3 separate regions of the Zea mays genome follow, and all the other regions are linked to region 1. Evidence: chromatin contacts called from public Hi-C data. All regions are on one chromosome and are shown on one strand. Each heading gives the region's core, a stretch centred on a gene start, on an enhancer-like site or on the middle of the called end of the contact. The rest is flanking DNA. Distances are from core to core; before and after follow the strand shown.

The links. A called contact is a pair of places that touch in the nucleus more often than the background predicts.
Region 2: a contact with region 1 is called in a Hi-C map of tassel, with 3 times the contacts expected there. The contact joins the enhancer-like site here to the promoter of LOC100193718 in region 1. A contact is called at or near these places in 2 of 25 Hi-C or Micro-C datasets (ear and tassel).
Region 3: a Hi-C map of ear shows a contact between it and region 1, with 2.9 times the contacts expected there. The contact joins the promoter of LOC100384206 here to the promoter of LOC100193718 in region 1. A contact is called at or near these places in 3 of 25 Hi-C or Micro-C datasets (bundle sheath, ear and tassel).

What each region holds. Positions count from the first base shown.
Region 1 is chr2:137,794,934-137,797,922 of Zm-B73-REFERENCE-NAM-5.0, reverse strand. It overlaps LOC100193718, which reads right to left and starts at 1,547. Exons shown (of 7, transcript NM_001309887.1): 1 at 1,366-1,547; 2 at 56-388. The coding sequence starts at 375.
Region 2 is chr2:137,006,269-137,009,257 of Zm-B73-REFERENCE-NAM-5.0, reverse strand. No RefSeq gene overlaps it. Among protein-coding and RNA genes, the nearest start is that of LOC103648937, 11 kb to the right of the region's middle. Within about 2 kb of position 1,532, at least 11 of the 20 cell types and tissues checked have an H3K27ac peak or open chromatin away from gene starts, as enhancers often do. A contact at or near this core is called in ear and tassel, where this site is marked.
Region 3 is chr2:137,216,573-137,219,561 of Zm-B73-REFERENCE-NAM-5.0, reverse strand. It overlaps LOC100384206, which reads right to left and starts at 1,448. Exons shown (of 3, transcript NM_001357510.1): 1 at 1,163-1,448; 2 at 210-1,032. The coding sequence starts at 1,279.

The DNA of each region.
Region 1 (2,989 bases), core at 298-2,797:
AGTTATAAAACAACAACATAGGTTACGCACAAAAAAAAGGTAGAACAATATATACCTGTTCTCCTGTCTACTTATCAGAAAAACATCCACATGCGCAGCATTTGCAGTAAAACCAACCATCCTTTGCAAATCCCGGTCACATGATATTGTGATGAGTGTTTTCATATTATTGGGAAGAAAGTACTTGAGTGACATGTCAGTGACATCAACATGGAACACCTTGGACAGCTCATCCTTGAAGCTCTCCAGCGATGAATCATGAGTAACATCAACGGCATGTGCTTCTCCACCTCTGTATATCAGATTACCACTGGGGCCAGAAGTGAACTCTCCGCCGTACTGGCAAATGGCTACCACAATAGCCCCATCCGCCATACTCCTCGAGTCACTGATTTAGTCGGTATAAAGGCACAACAGTTTAGAAAAGCAAAGAGAATTCATTTCTATGCAGCTTCACTATGCATTACACTGCCTCGAATAATATACACTCAGCAAGTAAAATCAGAAGAGCAGCATATGGAAGGCAAGCATGTAGGTTGAACTGCACATGATATTCCAGACAAATCTAGCAGATGGGAAACTAACAGACAAAGCACTCCCCAAAGAAAAAGATGGAACGGAATCCAAGAAGACCTTTATTATGTATGACAAATAGGTCTCCTGGTTCAGTCACACCACTCACGTAATAAAAAAGTTTGGAACTTTGGAGCTGTTAAGTCATCGTCGCACTCAACGTTCAATAGATACAGAAGGTGAACAATGGCTTTTCACAATTGACAACAAATTTATGAATTTGAGCAGTCAAACAGTGCGTGATAATCTAAGCAAGCCTGTGGAACTAACTTGATGAGTCAATTTGCCTACGTCTGCGTCTTGAACTCTTGATGAGCCAATTCGCCTATGTGTCAGGAAGAAAACATGGGGGCGCAGTGCCATTCACTATAAATCGCGGGTCTGCTATGACAACTAACACCAAAAGCAAGGCCGGTACTGAAAAAGGAAGGGGTCGAGTTTGGAAATTTTGTTCAATAATCCCCTACCATTTGCACAAATCACATTAGGAGTGGGTGCGAGACTAAGAAGAACAGGCGCCGCCACTAAATAATCAACGCCGGGGTGCGGGCATGGAATCTCCTAGGAGAGGCGCTGAATTCACTTAGACCCCCAAATTTTAAGGAAAATAAGCAACGCCGGCGCGGTGTGAAATCTGCCAAGCTGACGAAGAACCAAAACGAACTATCGAACTGAGCAGGGACCTGATGGCTTCGATTAAGAACGGAACCAAACCCTGACTTCGCACAGATTATTATTAAGGAACGCGTGCATCGAATCTTGGCAAGCAAGCAAGGGGTTTGGGAGACATACCAGCATAGGAGGAGGAAGAGCCACCAATCGCCGCCCCTGCCCCTACTGTAGCGTACGAGGAGAGGTGGCGGTCGCGGTCGACGCCGGCGGCGGAGGAGGAGGTCGAAGGGGACCGGTTTGTTAGGGCTGCGGGTGGGAGGGGTATTTTTGATATTTTCTGGATTAGATAGAGAAAACTTGGCTGGTTGTTTCTACAAGTTTGCCATCACGTTGCCGTGACCCTGCTTATTCTAAGCAATTTCCTAAGGTTGGACGGGAGGTTTTTCTATTTCCAACCCCCAACGAATCTTTTTACGCAAATGCTATAAGCCTTTACTGCAGTTTCAACGATAGTCCTATGTTAATATTTTTTTAAAAAAAATCCTATACGTTTCTTTAGAATCAACGTACACTTCTATAATCTCTTCTTTACTACTATAATAAAAGAGTTTATATAAAAAATAAGTTTAAATTATGTATAAGTGAGTGTTTAAATCTTAGTTGTTGACTCCACGTTTACTCACCTAATTAATAGAAAACATATATTTTATGCTTTATTAAAACAAAATTTATCCTATATCATATATATATATATAAACCGTAACAATGTATGAGTATATGACTAGTAATATTTGTAGAGAAGAGAAGGGAAGGATGATATTTTGACATGTCTTTATTGCTTATTAGTCCAATAAACTATTGTTCCATGGAAAGACAATAAATGTGACATATCCAAAAATCGATTCTTCGAGAAAACCTATAGGCCCCATTTGTTTTCATTTTGAGGAATTAAATCTTACTAATGCAATAGGCTATTTTTTTAGAATATGACATTCCACCACTTTCCAAAGTTATCATATAAGTCTATCTCAAATTCATGGGGTGAGAGATTGAAATTGATTCTATAGATTTACATACTATTTTTTCGATGTACAACTTATAGTACACTCCTATACCTGCGCCGTTATAAATAAATGTAGTATATAACTATCCCTCTCATATGATTTAGGATAATATACAGATATATTACATATATAAATATATAAACTTAATTAGTTTTGTCTAAATTATAATTATTAAAATGGAATTCAATTCCAACGAAACAAACGGGGCCATAGGGTTTTGTCATTTACTGTTTATTTGGGATTATAATTATTTTAAAATAAACTGGATTATATATTCTAGACAGATTATAGTCTGAAACAAACATGCACTGGAGAGACGAGTTTGGATCTAAATTGTTGGGATCCAAAACCATCAAATAAATAACTAGAGCCCAAGAAGTTGGAGATTGGACATATATGTGTTAGATAATTGTATCTGTCTCTATGTAATGGGTTTTGGTCTAGCTCATCTCTATATAATACTTATGTTCCAATTTATAATTTATTTGACTTTTTTACCTTGAGTTTGATCGACTCGTCTTGTTCAAAAAAATATAATTATTGCTAATTTTGACTGTGATATCGTCTAGCATATATTATATTTGAAATATGGCTTTAAATTTTTCATTTTTCACAAAAAATTAATAAAATGAGCTAGTCAAACTTGACATAAAAAGTTAAACGAATTATAAATCAGGACAGAGGGAGTAAATGTTTGGCTCTAATTGGCCATTCAGCATGTCCACATTGCTTCAAATGTA
Region 2 (2,989 bases), core at 283-2,782, 790 kb after region 1:
ACATCAAAATTGTAGTAGTGAACAAAATATACAAGCAGGGCCGGTCCTGGAGGAGGGCAAGTGGAGCCGCAGCACCGGGCCTCCGATTTTGGAAGGGCCCCAAGTAATATACATGTATATATAATCTTAGGTGTTGTGTCTAATACGGCTGCTCTACTTGTCCCTCTTCGCAGGACTGTTCTGACGTTGAGGTAAATGATCTACTATCTAAGTTAAAGGTTTTGAAGTTAAGTTTGTCTGAAATACCAATGTCTTTTATGGAGATTTTTTGAGTATGTTCGGCAAATGGATCTGTATCCAAATATTTCAATCGCTTATTGGATATTATTTAATGTGCTTGTGACTGTGGCATCGACTTAGAGAAGCTTTTTAAAGTTGAAATTGTTAAAGAACTATTAAGGTCGACAATGTCTCAAAATCGCCTCAACGGATTGGCTACTTTATACATTGAGAAAAATTATTAGACGAGGTTGATAGCAACACTATTATCAATGACTTCGCATCAAGAAACATTAAAAGAAATTTTTGGGATAAGATGTACAAAGATTTGAAGTTGTTTTGATATATTATAGATTTTTATCATTTAAAAATTTGCTTATGTACTTAGACGAAAGTATATATATTATAGACTTTTATCATTTAAATTTTTTTGAAGGCCCTAATTTTTTGTTTCGCCCCGGGTCCATAAAACCTCAGGACCGGCCCTGTATACAAGTTTATTTATTATTAACAACTTTTTTCTTATTTGAGATTGTTTTTTGTGTTGAATATATATAAGATATATAAGGTTTACAAATCACAAATATATATGTAGTTAAAACAATAACACCAATTATATATGTAGTCACTTGTGTCGAGTAGCCTAGGTAGTGTGTATGCGCACAAATAACTGCACAAGGGAACGTAAACATCAAGGTTCAAGGCTACGAGTTTCTATTTATCGATTTATTTATTAATATTTATATATACAATAAATATTTATATATATACATATGACACCCGGACCCGCAGTGATACGAAAACCATGTCACTACTACTTTTCCAGTGGCAGGAGTTGAAAGCAGGCAACAGAACTGTATTCGAATCACTCGGTAAAGTAGCTGTGTCGGTAGTGGTGGTACTTCAAGATGCAGAGACACATTATTAAGAGAACTGTGTTTATTATAATATATACTAGCAAAGAAAAACATTTTTTTAGGTAGATGTTAATCTTAAAAATCTTGTGACCTATAGAGAAAACGTTTATACACACATCGATCGGTACTAGTAATATATTATAAGATTTATAATAAGAAAGAAAAAACAGCTTACGTAGGTAGATCAGCACCTGCTGCTGCTGTTCGACGACAATATAATCTCAGCAGGGTAGCACATCATCAGGATATGCTGCTGCTGCTGCTGCTGCACGTTGATTTGGTAGTATGCTTTATTTTTGTCTGGCGGCTTTTGCAAGGGGTTGGGCCGACGGGTGTTCCAGCGTCGCAACACCTGGAAGGCCAGCTTTCTCCGTGTACCTCTGGGAGCCGCTCTACGTGCAAGGCTAGCTATTGTTGCGCTTGCTTTTGCACGCTATATGTCCATAGCTCCTCCACCCGCGCCAAGTCTCGGCCCTACATGCATGTTGCGGCATCACGTTTTTTTTTCGGAATGGATAGCAATCACAGAAAGGTGAAAAAGCACAGCACCAGCAGTTCACATGATCTGGTTCATCTTGTGACTATATATATATATATATATATATATATATATATATATATATATATATATATATATATATATATATATATATATATATATATATATATATATATATTCATCATTATCGATTCGAGTATAGACATAAAAAACAAGAGCTAGCAAAATCGAATACTGATTAATTTAAGACCGAGGAAGTATTACACTACCTTAGAGTAACTAGTCACAAATTCACAGTCAAGTCTTAATCCCTTATCACTATTATTGTTTGGGGCCTTCGTCTTCCGAAGGTCCTCAAAAATATGATTTAACAATGCTTCTGGAGTATAATACATGAACAGGTAACTTCGGACTCGGATCAGAACCACAGTGTGAAAAGCACAAAGAATACGAAGGTTGACGCAGCGCCGAAGCTACGCGCAAGGGAGCTTCGGCATAACAGCAGAAAAGGGAACCGACTTAAAAGGGAAAATGTCATTTAGACCTCGATGGATCACTATAGAGTCATTAGCAAATGTAAAGGGCATGGGTGTAATTTTACATGGGCTGCGTCTCGTGCTTATAAATAGATGAACAGTGCTCCCGTACTGTTCACGCTGACTCGACATTTACTTTTGCGTCACGCTCGTACCTTTACCTTCTTTCAAACCGAAGGTACATTTGTAATTTGATATCTTTTTTATTTTTCCATGATAATAAAATAGAAATGAGCTGATAATGTTACATAATTGTTCATGTTATCTCTTACATTTCATATGATTCTTCTTTTATTATCGTATGCTGCAATGATTAAGGTATGTCCTTCATGACCTTCGTCTGAAGATCATTATGTCCTAAGGGGAATAATGTCTCGAAGGACGAAGGACATTAACATTTAATATTTTTTGTCCTAAGGGAAATAATGTCTCGAAGGACGAAGGACATTAACATTTAACATTTTTTGTGTTGTCTTGTTCTTAACTCATAGCATTTGAGAACAAGTCTCCAACAACTATAAAAAACAAAGAGGTAATATAGAAATAGTAGGGATGAGCTTTGTTTTTTTTATCGCGGACAATTCTCCTAATCCAACAGTCGTAATAACGAAAATCATTGCCAGTTTTATTGGAAGTCCCAATATCACTATTAGATCCAGCAGTGATTTGTTGTGTCACATTGTTGGGTTACAGTAGTGCAAGTGTGCAACCGGCAGTGGTATCCATAACCATAAGACACTACTAGAGAATGGGCCTTTGGTCCAACAACTTTTATCCCGGTTGATTTGAATCCGGTGTCGATCGACACTAAGTTCAGT
Region 3 (2,989 bases), core at 199-2,698, 580 kb after region 1:
TTGCAAGGGGATTCCTCCCCCATGGATGCCTAGGGATCCCTAATCACCAAATCAGCCCTAAATGTGTGTTTCAACTCTTTAAAATTCTTCTGATTAGTTAAGACGATGAATAGATCGAAACTGAAACAGCTAGAAGAGAGAGACACGCATGCAAGGCAAAGCTGCAGTAGCCTGTGGCGTAGGCACACGTACATAATACGATGACTCACCATTTGCGAGGTCGAGCATGAAGTCGGCCGGGTTGACGTGGAATCCCGGCGCGAAGCCGACGGACGCGAAGTAGTCCATGGCGTCACGCCCGGCGCCGAAGTAGAGGCAGCTGCCCTCGGCGAGCAGCAGCACGGAGTCGAACATGCGGTAGACGCGGGAGGACGGCTGGTGCACGGACAGGACGACGGAGCGCCCCTTCCGCGCCAGCGCCGACAGCGTCGCCACGAGGCGCGCCGCGGCGGTGGAGTCCAGCCCCGACGTGGGCTCGTCGAGGACCAGCAGGCTCGGGTTCACCAGCAGCTCGTGCCCGATGCTGACGCGCTTGCGCTCGCCCCCGGACACGCCGCGCACGAAGGCGTTCCCGACGATGGTGTCGGCGCACGCGCCCAGGCCCAGCTCGCCGATCACGGCCTCGGCCGCCGCGGCCTTGGCGGCGGCGGGCGCCGACCGCGGCAGCCGCAGCATGGCGCAGAACGCCAGCGTCTCGCGCACCGTCAGGTGCGGGTGCAGCACGTCGTCCTGCGCCACGAACCCCGTGCGCCGCTGCACGGCGCGGCACGGGGGCCGCCCGCCCGCCAGCACCGTCCCGCCGTGGTGCCCCGCCAGGCGGCCCCCCAGTATGGACAGCAGCGTCGACTTGCCGCTCCCCGACGGGCCCAGCACCGCCAGCACCTCCCCGGGCCGCGCCTCGCCGGTGATCCCCTTCAGGATCGTCCGCTCCTCCGGCGCCGCGGCGCCGGAACCGGAGTGCGATATCCGCCCGCCCGGCGCCGCCTTCGAGGACCGCTCCGTCTGCTTCACACGGTACGACACGTCGATGAACTGCAGACAAACGACGACGACGACATGGATGAGGGATTCAGTTCAGTTCACTCCAATGGCGTGTCGAGTGGCCAAGTCGTCCTCTGGCTAGTCGATCCTAGCTAGGTCGCAGCGCAGGCATACGACGTACCTGGAGGTTGAGCGGCGTGCAGACGGCGGTTAAGAAGCAGTCCATCTTGGACGCCGCCGGGGCTGTCATGGCGAGCCCGCCGCTGCTCCCGTGCACGTCTTGGGCGTTAGGAGGCATCGCGCGTGGCAGCTAGCACCCGAACAAAGCAGGAGACCAACGGCTGCAGCAAGAACACAGCAGGATTGGGTGGTGTGGACGGGGACTGGGGATCGAGGTGGCGCCGAATCGGGAGCGCTGCTGCTGGCATGCGCTGCTGTTGCCTGGCGATAGAGGGAGTGTGAGGAGGAGACCGGGGCAGCTAGCAGAGTGATGAGGCGGAAGGCGAGAGGCGGGGCGCGGTATATATGGAGGCGGCCAGGCGCGCGGCGGGTGGTGGTGAGGTCCACCACCCACGTCACGGCGAGGGGGGCACGTGGCGGGAGGTCGGGAGGGCGCGGCGAGTGGAGCGGCGGGCCCACCCGCGGAGCACGGAACGGAACTGAGCGGCTCTTGGACACCGGTCATCCCAGTCCCAGTGCTGTGCAACGGCGGCAGACAACCGGGACACGTTTGCTATATTGCTACACCGGGATGGGGGTTTGCCTTTGCTGGGGAAGGAAGGCCACACCAAATTGTGGCGACTAGTGAGTGGTAGTAGTGGGGCGGCATGTGCACAACCTATAGCAGCAGCCGCTGGCTGTCTCGTGCTCGGATGCTGCTTCGTATCCAGTCCATCTCTTGTTTTCCGTGCAGTAATGCTAGAACCACCTTAGGCTATTATCAATCATTCAATCTAATATTTTATCACAATAAACTGTCATATCATATTGAATTACATAACTGTTCGAACCAAAAGTGAGCGAGCGGACGGTCCGGCCCTGAGGCCGGACGGTCCGCGGTCCGGACGGTCCGCGTCTGTGTGCCGGACGGTCCGCGCGTGCGCAGAACAGATTAGGGTTCCGAGTTTTGTGCTGCGGTTGTTAGCTATATTCGCGGGATTAGCTCGGAATCAGTTGTGTAAAGGGTCCAGCCCCCCCCCCCCTCTATAAATAGAGAGGTCTACGGCCGATTTGTGATCATCAACAATCGAATCAATACAACTTTTATTCGCATTTTATCCTAGGAGTAGTTCTAGTCTAGTTTAGGTTTAGCCACTCGATCCCCAAATTCTCCGCCTCTCCTCGACTCTACGTCGATTAGAGGAGTCTAGGTCGGCCTGCCCGAGCCTAGACAACCCCTAGGATCTCTCCTCCCCGACGGGGTCCCTCCCGGGAGCGAGATCCAGGCGCCGCCGGCGATCTTCCGCCGCCCCTGCGTACGCGCGGACCGTCCAGCCCTAGGGCGCGGACCGTCCGGCCGTCAGGCAGAGAAGCCCTAGCCGCGCACCAGGCCGCGGACCGTCCGGCCCCAGGCCGCGGACAGTCCGCCCCTGCGCAGAGAGTACACCGCGCCTCGCACCAGGCCGCGGACCGTCCGGCCCCACGCGCGGACCGTCCGCCCCTGTGCAGAGAGCACCGCCGCCGGTTCTTCTTGAGTATTTGGCACTCCGAAAAGGCGTCAACATACTTTTTGGCGACTCCGCTGGGGACGACATATCTAAGCTTATCAAATCGGCCCTCAATGGCCGGTTCAAGGGATAGCTCTGATATTTCTCCAAGCAACATCATAGAGCCGACTTGGGAAACCTTGCCGGCTGACGAGCAGCTCCAGTTCGAGGAGCACAAGGAGCGGATGATCCAGGAGGCGAAAGCAAAGTTCTTGGCCAACTTCAAAGTGGACAGGAACAACAAGGTCGTCCGACATCGGGCGACGGATCCGGCTTCGCTCCAACCCACGCCAGATATCCCC